Regions from separate parts of the Sus scrofa genome. Here all the other regions are linked to region 1. A link is a contact called in public HiChIP or PLAC-seq data. All regions are on one chromosome and are shown on one strand. Each heading gives the region's core, a stretch centred on a gene start, on an enhancer-like site or on the middle of the called end of the contact. The rest is flanking DNA. Distances are from core to core; before and after follow the strand shown. Region 1 has its middle 110 kb from the start of SLC1A4. Region 2 holds the start of AFTPH (aftiphilin). Region 3 overlaps AFTPH (aftiphilin). Region 4 overlaps AFTPH (aftiphilin). Region 5 has its middle 88 kb from the start of AFTPH.

The links. HiChIP or PLAC-seq counts read pairs in DNA pulled down with a chosen protein or histone mark.
Region 2: an H3K27ac HiChIP or PLAC-seq map of skeletal muscle shows a contact between it and region 1. The contact joins the promoter of AFTPH here to the enhancer-like site in region 1. A contact is called at or near these places in 5 of 5 promoter capture datasets (fetal liver, fetal skeletal muscle, liver and 1 more), 26 of 47 Hi-C or Micro-C datasets (alveolar macrophages, blood, brain and 13 more) and 2 of 2 datasets of contacts at active chromatin or transcription factors (alveolar macrophages and skeletal muscle).
Region 3: a contact with region 1 is called in an H3K27ac HiChIP or PLAC-seq map of alveolar macrophages. The contact joins two enhancer-like sites. A contact is called at or near these places in 4 of 47 Hi-C or Micro-C datasets (mesenteric adipose tissue, psoas muscle and skeletal muscle) and 1 of 2 datasets of contacts at active chromatin or transcription factors (alveolar macrophages).
Region 4: an H3K27ac HiChIP or PLAC-seq map of alveolar macrophages shows a contact between it and region 1. The contact joins two enhancer-like sites. A contact is called at or near these places in 9 of 47 Hi-C or Micro-C datasets (embryonic fibroblasts, fetal skeletal muscle, liver and 4 more) and 2 of 2 datasets of contacts at active chromatin or transcription factors (alveolar macrophages and skeletal muscle).
Region 5: an H3K27ac HiChIP or PLAC-seq map of alveolar macrophages shows a contact between it and region 1. The contact joins two enhancer-like sites. A contact is called at or near these places in 2 of 5 promoter capture datasets (fetal liver and liver), 2 of 47 Hi-C or Micro-C datasets (embryonic fibroblasts and subcutaneous adipose tissue) and 2 of 2 datasets of contacts at active chromatin or transcription factors (alveolar macrophages and skeletal muscle).

Annotation. Positions count from the first base shown.
Region 1 is chr3:77,076,165-77,078,949 of Sscrofa11.1, forward strand. No RefSeq gene overlaps it. Among named protein-coding and RNA genes, the nearest start is that of SLC1A4, 110 kb to the left of the region's middle. Within about 2 kb of position 1,362, at least 58 of the 83 cell types and tissues checked have an H3K27ac peak or open chromatin away from gene starts, as enhancers often do. A contact at or near this core is called in alveolar macrophages, brain, fetal liver and 6 more, where this site is marked.
Region 2 is chr3:77,421,497-77,424,281 of Sscrofa11.1, forward strand. AFTPH (aftiphilin) reads right to left here and starts at 1,358. Exons shown (of 10, transcript XM_021087452.1): 1 at 463-1,358.
Region 3 is chr3:77,402,009-77,404,793 of Sscrofa11.1, forward strand. The region is part of intron 1 of AFTPH (aftiphilin); the gene reads right to left. Among named protein-coding and RNA genes, the nearest start is that of AFTPH, 19 kb to the right of the region's middle. Within about 2 kb of position 1,438, at least 23 of the 83 cell types and tissues checked have an H3K27ac peak or open chromatin away from gene starts, as enhancers often do. A contact at or near this core is called in alveolar macrophages, mesenteric adipose tissue and skeletal muscle, where this site is marked.
Region 4 is chr3:77,377,346-77,380,130 of Sscrofa11.1, forward strand. It overlaps AFTPH (aftiphilin), which reads right to left. Exons shown (of 10, transcript XM_021087452.1): 3 at 908-1,059. Among named protein-coding and RNA genes, the nearest start is that of AFTPH, 44 kb to the right of the region's middle. Within about 2 kb of position 1,421, at least 1 of the 83 cell types and tissues checked has an H3K27ac peak or open chromatin away from gene starts, as enhancers often do. A contact at or near this core is called in alveolar macrophages, where this site is marked.
Region 5 is chr3:77,333,072-77,335,856 of Sscrofa11.1, forward strand. No RefSeq gene overlaps it. Among named protein-coding and RNA genes, the nearest start is that of AFTPH, 88 kb to the right of the region's middle. Within about 2 kb of position 1,405, at least 52 of the 83 cell types and tissues checked have an H3K27ac peak or open chromatin away from gene starts, as enhancers often do. A contact at or near this core is called in alveolar macrophages, fetal liver, liver and 2 more, where this site is marked.

The DNA.
Region 1 (2,785 bases), core at 112-2,611:
CCAGGCCAGAGACAGAACCAATGCCACAGCAGGGATGAAAGCCACAGCAGTGACAACACTGGATCTTAAACCAGCTGAGCCACCAGAAAACTCCAAGGAGCTGGGGTTTTTTTTGTTTTTGTCTTTTTGCCTTTTCTAGGGCTGCTCCCATGGCATATGGAGGTTCCCAGGCTAGGGGTCAAATCAGAGCTGTAGCTGCTGGTCTACACCAGAGCCACAGCAACTCAGGATCTGAGCCGTGTCTGCAACCTACACCACAGCTCACGGCAATGCCAGATCCTTAACCCACTGAGCGTGGCCAGGGATCGAACCTGCAACCTCATGGTTCCTAGTTGGATTCGTTAACCACTGCGCCACGACGGGAACTCCGGAGCTGGGTTTTTGAAGGGAGATGGCGAAGCAGCAGATTGGAAGCTTCACTGGTGAGTGAGGAGTCATCTCCAGTCCTAAAGCATGGCCTGAGGAGAAAAGAACTTCGTTGAAGAGGGCTGTGGACCGGCAGTGTCCTCGAGGGCCAGACCAGCCTTCAGGAGGAAGGCTTTAGCCTTGGAGCAGATGGAGACTAGAGGCAGTGGGAGCTCTTGGGAAGACAGGGCAGGCTTGCAGGCTGCAGTGGGAGTGGGTAGGGGACATTCGACAGCGTCAGAAGGGGATGGTTCTGAGGCCAGTGGCTGCGAGGCATGATGGGATGGCTCTCCCTCACCATTGGCAGGTCCCCCTTCCCTGGGGGAGGTGCCAAGGCAGCCACACCTGGCCTCTTTGCGGCAGCTTTCCAGATTACGCCGAGGATGGGGGAGGAGAGAGACTTCCTTTTCCAGGAACCCGTATAACTTTTGGTTACTCATGTTTTCTCAGGCCTTATCATCTACTTCCTGGTGTCTTCAGCGTTCTTCTTCCGTGTGGATTTATTTCCTCAGTTAGAGGCAAGTTTGGGCAGAACCCCAGCAATGCCACTTTACACGCACCCAAGTCCAGCACAGCACCTGACACGTAATGAGTTTTCACAAATGTTTGTTACAGGAGTTGGATACAAGCGCGGTCATGGTTTCCCTTTAAGGCCAAGAATGGGGCCTGTCCTGGGGGGAGGGGGGTCCTTCCGCCCGAGGCCCCCGCCCCCACACCCCCTGGCCAGCTGCCGCAGCCGCCCCTCCCCCACGGCCGCTTGGGCAGAGTAACCTGACGCCTGGGCCCGCGCCCCCTCCCGACCCGGGGCTCAGCGTCCAATGGCGGTGGCCCGAGCCTCCGCCGGGAGCCGCGGGGCCCTCCCGGCGCCACCCCGCGGGCGGGAGCTGGGGCACCCGGAGCGAAGGCCAGCCCGGCTGCGAGCCCGCCCTCGGCTCCAGCTCCCAGCCTGTGCTCTCCGTGCCCTGCGTGCTGTGCCGCCCGGCCCAGCCCAGAAACACCCGCTCTCTCTCCCGAGCGGGGGAAGCCAAGGCTGTGCCAGGGGACTGATGAGCGGCGCAGATGAGCCGTGCAGAACGCGACACCCAGAGGGCCAAGTCAGGACGGATCCTCAGCCCGGGAGACAGGACGCTTGCGTTTGCGGGGTCTTTAACTGGCTGAAAGGGGGCAGTCGTGGAATCTCTGAGCCTCGATTTCCTTATGCGAGGTGGTCCCTGTCCACCTCGGAGTGGGGTGGTGTAAGGACCCAACTGGGCGAAGGGTGTGCACGTCCTCTTGTATTAGCCAGAGGACAGCCAAAATCCAGTCATTGGGACCTGTCAACTACCCTCGCGGCCCCAGAGGAGAACTGCAGCTCCACTATTGGGTTCCGCCCACCGTCCAGGGAATAGCCTGGGTTCAAAGGAAAAGCCTAACACAACTTACCAATACACCCCAGTCTGGACATTCCCTGCAGCTCCTCACTCCCAAGGCAGAAGTCAGCTGGGGGGGGGGGGGGGTTCAGCAACCTTGGGGGAAGAGAGCCGGGAAATATATGCTGGGCTGGAAGGATGGAGCACAGGCAGGGCATCCTTCCAACTACCTACTTTATCTCCTGTACGTGTACTAGAGTGGAAGAAGTGTCAAGCGCAAACCCTCAGTAACAATGCCTTTTTCCTTCTCTACACTCCTGCCAGTTACTGAACACAAGCTACAAATACTCAAGTATTTACCTGTATATTTTTGATCCTGGTACCTTTAAAACAAAAACAAAAACAAAGGAGAGCTCGGGAAATACATTATAGTCTGAACGAAGAGAAAGGAAGTTTTGTCAAGGATGCATTACTTTTTTTTTTTCTTTTTACAGCCACACCTGTGGTATATGCAAGTTCCCAGGCTAGGGGTCAAATTGGAGCCACAGCTGCTGGCCTATGCCACAGCCACAGCGATGCCAGATCCAAACAGCATCTGCAACCTACGCCACAGTTTGCAGCAATGCCAGATCCTTAACCCACTGAGCTACGCCAGGGATCAAACACTCATCCTCATGGACACTATGTCAGGTTCGTAACCGATGAACCACAATGAGAACTTCAAGGATGCATTATTTTAACAATCACAGCTTTCTCACACCAAGGCAGGGCATGGGTCACCTATGATGATGAGGGCATATGGGGGCACCTGAGTTCTACACTTGTATGTCCAAGTCCTAAACAGGCTCTCAAGTTGGCTCCCGGAACCTGCAGCCTTGGCTCACACCCTTTCTCCATACTGGGCATCCAACCCTCAGGCCCCTTGCTGGGGCACAGTGTCACATGGTAAACTGCTCTCTTTTCCCCTGGAACTTGGACTCCAGGGCCCAGCACCCCTTCAGGCCCTCTGCCTCAGGTGAATCCAAAGGTAG
Region 2 (2,785 bases), core at 108-2,607, 350 kb after region 1:
TCCCCATCCTCTTTCCCCCGCGCGATGGGGGAGCGGAGCGGTGGCGCTTACCTGGCTCGTCCGGGGCGGCTGCGATGGGCATGGCTCAGGGGCCCGGGGAGGAACTAGCTCCCCGGGGAAGGACCGGCTATTCCGACGCGGAGCTGGTGAAAGCGGAAGGCAGGCTGCTCACAGCCCTGTCATCGAAGCAGCGCCATGGACGCCCACCCGGAGTTTCAGCGCTGCCGCGAGACCCCCATCCCATTACCCTCCGCCCTCTTCCGCCGCCGCCGCCGCCTCCACCTCCTCCTCCGCGGAGACCCCCCGCCCACTCCACACACTCTCCCATCATGCAGCGGGGGAACCGCTGCCGCCGACACGTCACTTCCGGGCGCAGGTGGCTAGGTCGGGGCCGGGCGCTGGTGGGTACTGGGGGGTTGGGGGGAGAACACTTGGGGGGAATCAGTGTCACAGAACGCTTACCCCTGCGCAGGCGCCGTCGAGCAGAGCGCCGGCCGCCATTTTGGGTGCGGGCAAGCTGCCCTTTTCCTTGACTTCCTTGTGAGTCATCGAGGTGGGTGGGGGGAAAGACGCCCTCCTGCACTCCGCCGCTCCTAAGGCTGCGCTCCCGGCGAGGGACAGGTGCTCCTTAGCCGGCTAAAAGTCAACGTTCAGCTCAGGACCGAGTTAAGTCTCTTGCTCTGCAAGGAAAATTGCGAGGGTTTTAAAATACGGAACTTTATTTTCTTCACCAAAATCTGCTGGAGAGCACTTATCAGCTTGCCCTTTTCGCCCCGAAAAACGACTTTTTCGTTCAGAGTTCCTTCCTCTTTTTAATTTAAGCTGACAGAAAAGGAAGCTGATGTATAACAAAGAAGAGGTAAATCAAAATGAGAAGCAAGAGGAAAAGCAGCCGCCGAACTGACAAATCGTCTTTGAGACCAACAAAAACAAATAAAATTGGAGGATTTTGCTAACGGATAGAGACGGTGGTCGTTTTTCATAGATGCTGCGAGAGACTATTCGATGAAACTATAAAGAAATCAATCAACTCCCGCATTTCTTTAACAGAGGTCGTAACATTTTTCCATCATCAGTCTTGATCATTTGCATTTTTTATAACCTTTCCCTTTCATCTATAACGAATTTCTGTTAGAATTCCGGCCACTGTAAAAACAAGACTGCAAGGCTGCACAGATTATTGTTACCATCGGGAATGATGAGGCCGAGGTCCTATCCCGCAATCATGAGCCCTTCCGAAGTGCTTATTCTGCTCACTTTTGCCAAACCTACACCAGCAATTTGAATAATTTAAAACAATTCCAATACAGCAAAGCTCAGCAGTTACGCAAAGAAAACAAGGATAGAAAACACCCTCTCAGCCACAGAGAAGCGTCCACCTTCTTTGAGTGGAGGAATTATACAAATCAGGGGAAGATAGGGACAAAAGCAGTTCATCACAGTTTATCCCGCCTCTGCAATGTTCTAGACAAATTAACTTGGAGCACTGAAATAGACCTGCTTTTGTCTCTATACAACTCAATCGCTGTAAGATATACGCAGACTGCAGCACTTAAAATTAGAATACCAATTGCTTTGTGGCGGTGCTGGATTTTTTGTTATTGCTCAGTCACTAAAGCAAGAAAAATATCTATATGGCTTGTCAAATTTATTCTTATTGTATTTCGCCCCCTGCTGGCTTGGCTCATTGCAAGCTTAAAAATATAAACCTTAAATATTGTATTTATAAATATAAGCTTATAAATATATCGCTATAAATGTTTATTTTGACCAGGAAGGAAAGAAACAAAAGTGTGTGTGTGTGTGTGTGTGTGTGTGTGTACACTGGAAGTAAATTGATTTTAGAGGAACACATGCTTGTCCTAATTTGATAGCTCTACTAAACAGACATATCAGAATAAGAACATATGACAAAATCCTAAGGCAGACCCTACATCGAGAATATGTTAAAACTGAAATAATAAATTTAAACATAAAAACATTAAAAAAAACTGTGCTTTCAGAATAATATTCCCCTAATTTTATGCATAACATGATTAAAAAGTGTTTTTTTTTTTTCAGGTAACTGCAGAAGCCTATTTTATTCACTTAAGGACAACAATTCAGAAATTTATGAAGTTGAGTCATTAAGTCACTCTTTGGTCAGCAACCACCCAACTTGTAATTTGTAATCTTACACATAATTCTGAAGACAGCATTCCAATGCTTATGAAATGGTACTACAAAAAGAAAGCATCTCTGAAAGTTTTTAAGATGATGAATCTGGGGGAAAATACTTATTAAAATTCATTGCATTTGGATCCAGTGGTAGTATTGTTTTTCTTTACTTTTAAAAAATACGACCTTAACTACATTACTTAAGATTTTGTATCAAGAAAAGAAAAATTAAATCTTAGTTTTTTCTCCTGTGCAGACTTTTTACAAAGTTGTAATCATAATGTAAGCCAATTTTGTATCCTTTTTTCACTTAATATTATGTTGTAAGCATTTCATCCTGATTACTTAACATTTCATAAAACTTTGATTTTCATTGCATACATAATATTCAATGGAGCAGACATACTGTGATTTATCCATTATCCTATATGTGGGTATTTTCCACAATTACAAATAATACTGTGCTGATGTACATTTTGTGTTGTGGCTTTGTCTAATTTTATGAGTTTTTTCTGTATATAAAAATGATTTTTTTTGGTTGTGCCCATGGCAGGCGAAGTTCCTGACCCAGGGATCGAATCCACACTACAGCAGTGATCAGAGCCACAGCAGTTACAGCCTTAGCCTG
Region 3 (2,785 bases), core at 188-2,687, 330 kb after region 1:
AGAAATAATTGACAGCAAATATTAGAATTACAAGAATCTTCCTTCAAAGGTTTCTGGATTGTTCAGGAAAAGGTTTCTGAAACTTCCACAATAATTTAGAAGGAGAAAAAGATGCTTACAAGCTAAGATGAAGAAAGTAAAACCAACAAAAATGCCAAGAAGTGACTCTCGTTTCAATATTAATGTACACAGTGGTAAAAATGTGGTAAACAATTAAAATAAGCAGGAAAATATCTGTATGCCTAAGTTGATCACCCTCAAAAAGCCAGACTGCCCAAGTGACAACCCAATTATCTGTCTTCCCTGGTTTCAATGTAAAGATGAATCACAAAATTAGAAATGTCCTATACATAAGGTAAATGACAATGTAAGCAGCAACACACACTCACTGTTCATCGAATGTTACTAATCAGCAATAAGAATTATCATTTTATAGAAGCTGGTTTTCAAAAATTCCTAAGCGCTTTTCTTTCACTGTATATTTTAAGCTTCTACACAAATTCATACCGTATTTTACCTGTATTTGTATGGTTTCACCGCAAAAACTAAATACGATAAATAAAAACATTAGAAACTGTTTTAGCTTTAACTTGCCATATCAACTGACTATATGTGAGTTTCCCAGCTATTTTTCCCCAAAAGTACTTCAACTTGAAATTGAATAAATGACACTAGATAATTGCTGATAACAAAGGCAGCAAAACAGAAGCAGCAATGAGGGCATATGCATTAGCCTTCAGAAAACCATTTTTACTCCTTAGTACCCTCTGCTCTTACACAGCTGCAGAATAAATTAGCCACTCTAAATTTTCCACTCTAATATCCCTGAAACTCTACATTGAAAATAGAATCTAAAAGCAGAAACTACTTCAATTTCATGCTCCTTCACTGAAATCTTGCTTACATCCACAAGTACTGTCTACAGATAACCCCTGGACTTTCTGTTTTCTTTCTCAACTGCTTGCTCAGGGGGGCTCTTGTGAATTTCTCCATTACTCCACCGATGCTGTCTCATCAGCCTGTAAACGTTCAAGAATCTTCCATCCTCAAACAAATCAGAGCAAAACAAAACAAAACCCTCCCTTCTGTGCCCTTTTAGCTTTCCTCCTCCTCACCAGCAAGCTTCTCGAAAGGGCCCTGTCTATGCACTATCTCTTCTTCCTAACCTCCCACTCACTCCTCAGCCCAGCACAATCTGGCTTCCACCCTACCATCTACTGAAACTGCTCTTGCTAGAGTTACTCTCCTTGAACTCAAAAGACTAGAAAGGTTGTGCAGGCACAGGCCTCTGTTGTTGACCACTGTATCCTCAGCAGCTGGCTCACAGTAAGAACTGAATAAACTACCTTTGTTCCTGTTGGGGCATTTGGTCCACTGACCCCTCTTGAGCTGCTTCCTCCTCCATGCCCCTGCTGGATTTCTTACAACCCTAGCTCTGGTCTCCTCGTGTTTCCCCAAATAAGTTAGGAAATATCTAAGTTCAATCAAGGCAAGGAAGTGTGATCTGAGAGAGGCTGACCTGAAATATGACACAGGTGAAAGAAAATAAATCCAATCACCTGTGCTGCAACCTGTCTGAGGAAGGAGCATGTGGAGAGGGGCAGTACTTACATGCAGCTGGGGGAAAAAAGCCAAAGGACATTTGTTCATGTATTTTTAACAGACCGGCTAACATAAATATCTGCCTCAATTTGAGGCAGTTTCTCAGCATATGTGGAGGTGTCAGCTGGTGTCACCAGAGTGTGACACTACTCTGGACAGCTAACTCATTTCCCTTTCTCTTGGTTCTCTGTTCCCAGAAACTTTCTTTACTACTTCAAGTAAATTTTCCCACAGATTTTGTAATCAGCTGTAAAGTTTTAAATTAGCATTCTGGTCAAGACTGCTGAGTTAAACCTCAAAAGCCCAAGGTATTCTGGGAAAAACAAACCAAAAAAACCCCCAAACCCTACTTTGTGGGCTTTCAAAACTACAGATACCATTTTAGTCTGTAACTAAAATATGTATACACCTTGTCAAACTCTTGGTAGTTGCCCTTTTCCTGACAGTGTTGCTCTCTCATAAATGCCTACCATGAGAACAATCCACTTTTTAGAGAAAAAAGCATCTAGCAAAAGTTATAAACCAAATGCAGTTAGAATTCAATTATTATCTGAGCTAATGAGAAAGAAAGCAAAAGTTATAAACCAAATGCAGTTAGAATTCAATTATTATCTGAACTAATGAGAAAGAAAGCAATGTCCTAGATAATCTGAAACCCACAAATTTGGCCTTAAAATATGACCTATGTAACAGCAGATTTACCTCGCAAATTTTATCTTTCCCATGTACTATTAGTTTTACTTTAATTTGTTCCCTGACCACCCATCAATTGAGAAGATGACCTAGAGACATGTGAAGAAACAGAAGGAAACCAGACAATGAATCAGTTTTAAAAAGTCATAAACTATCCACAGACAATAGCATATAATGGCATTCTTGGGGTAAATTATCTTAAAACAAAAGGTCTGTATATCAGAAATCAAATGTAGACACATTCCAAAATAGTGCTCATGAGAGTTTGTGTGTGTGTTACATAAAAGTAATATCAGGAGTTCCCGTCGTGGCGCAGTGGTTAACGAATCTGACTAGGAACCGTGAGGTTGCGGGGCCTTGCTCAGTGGGTTAAGGATCCGGCGTCGCCATGAGCTGTGGTGTAGGTTGCAGACTCGGCTCGGATCCCGAGTTGCTGTGGCTCTGGCGTAGGCTGGTGGCTACGGCTCCAATTAGACCCCTAGCCTGGAAA
Region 4 (2,785 bases), core at 171-2,670, 300 kb after region 1:
CACATGGCGGTTCCCAGGCTAGGGGTTGAATTGGAGCTACAGCTGCCGGCCTACGCCACAGCCACAGCAACTCAGGATCCAAGCCGCATCTGTAACCTACACCACAGCTCATGGTAACACCAGATCCTTAACCACTGAATGAGACCAGGGATTGAACCCACAACCTCATGGTTCCTAGTTGGTTTCGTTTCCGCTGCACCACAACGGCAACTCCAAAACAGATACAATTTTTAAGTCCAGGAAAAAGGTGTACTATAAAGAAAATAGTGGCTTAGCTATGAACATTATTTACATGATTATACTAATGAAAATGACAAATAACAAAAACCATAGCCAAAAACTATGATATACTGGAAAGACAAAGGGAGGAGAAAAGCAGATGTAAGACCCAGATTCTCATCTATCATGCTAGGAAATCAAAAAATAATATGTAAAACTGACTGATTAGAATACTGACTTAGAATTTTTTTTTCTTTTTAGAGCCACACCTGTGGCATATGTAAATTCTCAGGCTAGAGGTTGAATCAGAGCTGCACCTGCTGACCAACACCACAGCTATAGCAGTGCAGGATCCGAGCCTCATCTTCGACCTACACCAAGGCTCGCGGCAGTGCTGGATCCTTAACCCACTGAGAGGCCAGCGACTAAACCCATATCCTCATGGTTATTAGTCGGGTTTGTAACCCACTGAGCCACAAGGAGAACTCCTTAGAATTTTTTCAAAAAGGTCAAAAATAGAAAAGTAGAGAGTTTTTTTTAACTTTTTTTTTTTTTTTTAGCACTATGATTTTTAACACAATAATGTTTTAGAACCTTACTGGTTTAAGATAACCTTAGATAACCTTATAAATTAGAACAGCTGAAACCAACAAATATACATGCTATCTAAAAAGTGCCTACTACTTACCCACTTTCAGCTAAGGCCTCTCTTGTTTTTATTGGCAAGGTGCTTGTTTCTAGCAAGTGCTTCAGGGAAGTAACTTCTTCTTCAGTATCAGGGACAAATATGGAAGGAAAACATGCTTCAAAAATTCGCTCCAGGCGGTTTAGTAAAGCTGTCTGCATCAAAACACAAAGTTTATTTTCACTTTTGTAATTTAAATAATGTCATAACTTTGTCATTAACACATACACACACACAAACCCCCAGATACCCACTCCTTGTCCACTACTATGGGGCAGAGGAGCTACCAGTCAGATATAAAAAACACTAAGTGAAAGAAGCATAACCACTCATAGAACAGCTTTAAGTAATTGTGGTAATACAGTGGTGACAAATAAATGCCAAACAGAGTTCCTGTTGTGGAACGAATCCAACTAGTAACCATGAGGTTGCAGCTTTGACCCCTAGCCTCCCTCAGCGGGTTGGGGATCTGGAGCTGTCGTGAGCTGTGATGTAGGTTGCAGATGTGGCAACCTAGTAACCATGAGGTTGCAGCTTTGACCCCTAGCCTCCCTCAGCGGGTTGGGGATCTGGAGCTGTAGTGAGCTGTGATGTAGGTTGCAGATGTGGCTCATCCTGCGTTGCTGTGGTTGTGGTGGAGGGCTGGCAGCTATAGTTCCAATTCAACCCCCAGCCTAGGAACCTCCATATGCCACGGGTGTGGCCCTAAAAAGCCAAAAAAAAAAAAAAAGAAAAAAAAAAGTCAAGCACTATGCTTGGCACTTTATAAACATTATCTTACTTAATCCACCAAAAATTCTACAAAGAAGAAATTACTATCCCATTGTACAATCTCAAAGTTTAAATAATCTGCCCAAATAATCTGTTTTGCCCAAAGCAAAAAAAAAAAAACAAAACAAAACAAAACAAAAAAACAAACCAAAAACCAAAAACCAAAAAAAGAAAAAAGCAAAATAAACTAGACAGTATTCATATTCTTTTTGCCACACTGGGATGTTTCTTACTACCACTCACATACTATATATTTAGAACAATAAGACTGGATGCTTACAAAATGTATTATGCTATTATAGTTGAACAGAATCTGGACAAAAACATTTGAATTTTGAAAGACTTTTAGAAATATCTCTGCTGGAGTTCCCGTCGTGGTGCAGTGGTTAACAAATCCGACTAGGAACCATGAGGTTGCGGGTTCGGTCCCTGCCCTTGCTCAGTGGGTTAAGGATCCAGTATTGCCTGTGAGCTGTGGTGTAGGTTGCAGATGCGGCTCGGATCCCGCGTTGCTGTGGCTCTGGCGTAGGCTGGCGGCTACAGCTCCGATTAGACCCCTAGCCTGGAAACCTCCATATGCCACAGAAGCAGCCCAAAGAAATAGCAAAAAGACAAAAAAAAAAAAAAAATCTCTGCTGCTAACAGAACAACTAAAGTAGGAAAGAATGCCTCAGTTTTTACTACGAAATTCAATACCTCATTTATCATTTTGATGATCTGCTATCTTTTAGAAATATCATTTTTATACTGTTCTATGGCATGTATATATGTACTTCTGAATAGCACACTGCTGTACCTTCAAGCAAAGTCTGCATATTCCCTAGAATATTTTCATTGAGAACACTGGCATTTTGGAGTATTCTTATTAATTAAAACTTGATGGATTTAGATTAACTTACATTTTCAGGGTATCACTAGATTTAGTCTACAAGTGCAACCTACAATAGCATTTATTCCCACTTTTCTAACTTTATTTCAGATACATGTAAAATATTTTCAATTTACTACTTTAAATATCAATTAGGAATACAAACTATGAAGTTAAAGCTTGTGGAAGGATTAAGTATACTACAGAAGTGACACCTAGTGTAAAAGAAAATGCCAAATCAT
Region 5 (2,785 bases), core at 155-2,654, 260 kb after region 1:
CTGAGCCTTGTCTGTGACTTACACCACAGCTCATGGCAACGCCGGATCCTTAACCCACTGAACAAGGCCAGGGATCGAACTCACATCCTCATGAATACTAGCGGGGATCATTACCACTGAGCCACAATGGGAACTCCAAGTTATGCATGTTTTTAATTTTACTGAGGACATTATGTAAAAATATTACAGAATATTCTGGGGAAAAAAGACAAAATATCATGGCTACATCTTTTCCCACATTTTTAGGTCAGGGAAATTGTCTCTTTCTATGAAATGGGAACAACCTTTCGTGAACCTTTCGATCAGCATCTTCAAAAGTATCCAACATTTTCTTGGACAGATTTTCAAATCAGCCTATAAATGACATCCATAGCGCAATGGCCTGCGGTTCTCTATGAGAGGACTGGATATATGAGCCCCACCAGGTGCTGGAAACCCCTCAGAGGCCATTGACAATGCGGCCAGAGTGCTTTTCCAGCTCCGTTGTAAACAATTTGGGATTTAATCTAAAGAGATGCTAAGTGGATCAAGTCTTTGAGGTAATTTGTGTCAATTTCCAAGTCACTCCTGGTCATCATTGAAGAAAGCTACTTTTTATTAAAGAATCCCAGGGCTGACTGTAGGAAAGAGCCTCCCGCCAGCCCCCCTCACCAGGCCAATACTCAGCAGAGGCCAAGGACTGCCCAGAACAGCCCGCTAATTGAGGGAACCGAGGCAGGATCGGCGTCCTCAGGGAGCTCAGTCTGGCCTCCTGCCGAGCTGGACGGGGGTGTCGGTGCTCCAGAGCCGCGGTTCTCAAACTTCGCGAACCCCGGGGAGGGCCTGTGAACCTAGCTTGCTGGGTCCGGAGATCCACCGCTGGCCCGAGAGCCTGCACTTCTAAGTTCAAGTGCGGGGGCTGCTGCTGCTGCTGCTGGTCCCAGGGCCGCTTTTAGAGGACACTCGGCCGGGGAGCTCCGAGGGAGGACCCAGGGGCGCGCCCCAGGGAGGAGGGCCGGGGTCAGACCTCGGGGCGGAGGGCGCGGACGCCAGGCCCTACCCGAGAAGGAAGCGGCGGAGGCCGGAACCGCGGGCGGCGGCGCGACGACTGGGGCCGGGTGACACGGGGCGGCGGGCGCCTCGGCGGCGGCGGCGGGCAGAAGGCCCCACGGGCCACCCAGGGCGCGGGCGGCCCGGCACGGCTTCCCCAGCCTCTGTGCCCACTGCCCGGAAGGGAGACAAAGGCGCCACGGGGGATGGACTGGAGCGTCCCTTCTGAATGTCCAGACTGGCTGGGTCCCTGGCTCTCAAACACTTCCTTCTCTACGGCTGCCTGTCGCTAGCGCTGGGCTCTCCTCCCAGCCCAAGGGGGAGGGGAGGGAAGCGAGAGAGAGACAGAGAGAGACCCACAGGCACCCCACCCCACCCCCGCAAGACCGTGGGCCTCTGTCAAGAGCCTTAGATTCTATGCCCAGGGCAGCTCCTCACAGCCACGTGGCCTTTAACAGCTCACCTCGCCTCACTGGCCTCAGTTTCTCCTTCTGTAAAGCAACTGCATTGGAGATGGTTGCTGAGCTTCCTTCCAGCTCTAGAGAGCTAGGATTGCCCACACTGACCGGTGAGAGACAGATAGTGGAATGGGGTCCGGGTGCGAGGGGTAACAGGGGTGTGGGCAGGCAGGGGCTGCGAGGTGCTGGAGGGAAGGAAGAGAGAAGGTGGAGGGGGCCTCTCAGGCACCTTTGCCAGCTCCACTCCCTCATCCTGGCCTCCAAGAGTGGGGCTGGCAGAGTCCCTACATCAGGAAAGGCCCCCACGGGAATCCCCTCACTATCTTGCCTAGTTTGCAGCCTGGTTTGCTGGGGGATGAGAGAAGGAACAGGAAGGAACACGCAGGTTGGACTGGAAAATCCAGCTGGGCAGGCGACAGCTGTGACTGTACCTTACACTGGAGGTTCAAGCCTTGCTTGGCCCCGTCCCTGCAGCACAGGCCCTGCTGGACCTTGGGCAGCCGGGTCCAGGGGCGCGGCTGCCACTGAGCTGAGAGCTCATGAGCAGAAAGTCAAATAGCGTTTAGATTTGAGACTGCACACATGTGCTTCCAAGACTGTGTGGAAATGACTTTATTTTCAACTTAACTCCATCTTCCTATAGATTTACTCAGTGAGTTCAAAGATGCTAGTTCTTAATTTATAAGCTCAGTGGCAGCTTCCAACACATTAACCCAAAGGCCACCCCTGCCCCCCTCTGCAGGAAGCAAAGCTCCCACAAAATGTCCAGATGGTTCGGAGAAGTGTGTAAGACAGTCTGGTTGCAAGTGGCAGAAACGCCTCTCCCAGTAGCTTAAAGATACATATACCTATATGATATATAGATATAGATAGTATTTTATATGCATGTTTGGCTCACAGAGTCTAAATAAAAGTTAAAAAGTAGTAGGAAAGACAGGGATGCTGTTACATTCTGAATGTGATAAGACTCTTTGGTGCCAGCTCCCAAGCTTAACAACTTAAAAGTCTGCCTGCAACTTTTCTTCAAAAATTTAAAGCAGGGGAATCCTCAGCAAACCACACAGAACATTTAAGAAAGGTCTGCCAGAGGCCCAAGGCTTCACCAGGCTCAGGGCTGTGGAGAGGCTCTTCTGGACCTGAGCCTGTGCAGGGCGTGGGGAGCCCACTTATTGGTAATGGTTCCAAAATACAAACACCTCCACTGCCTTGGACTGATGAAGCCCACATAATTCTCAGGCTGGGACCCACCAGCCAGTTCTGCCAGAGAGCTGGGACCAGCCAACTGGGACAGCCTCCAG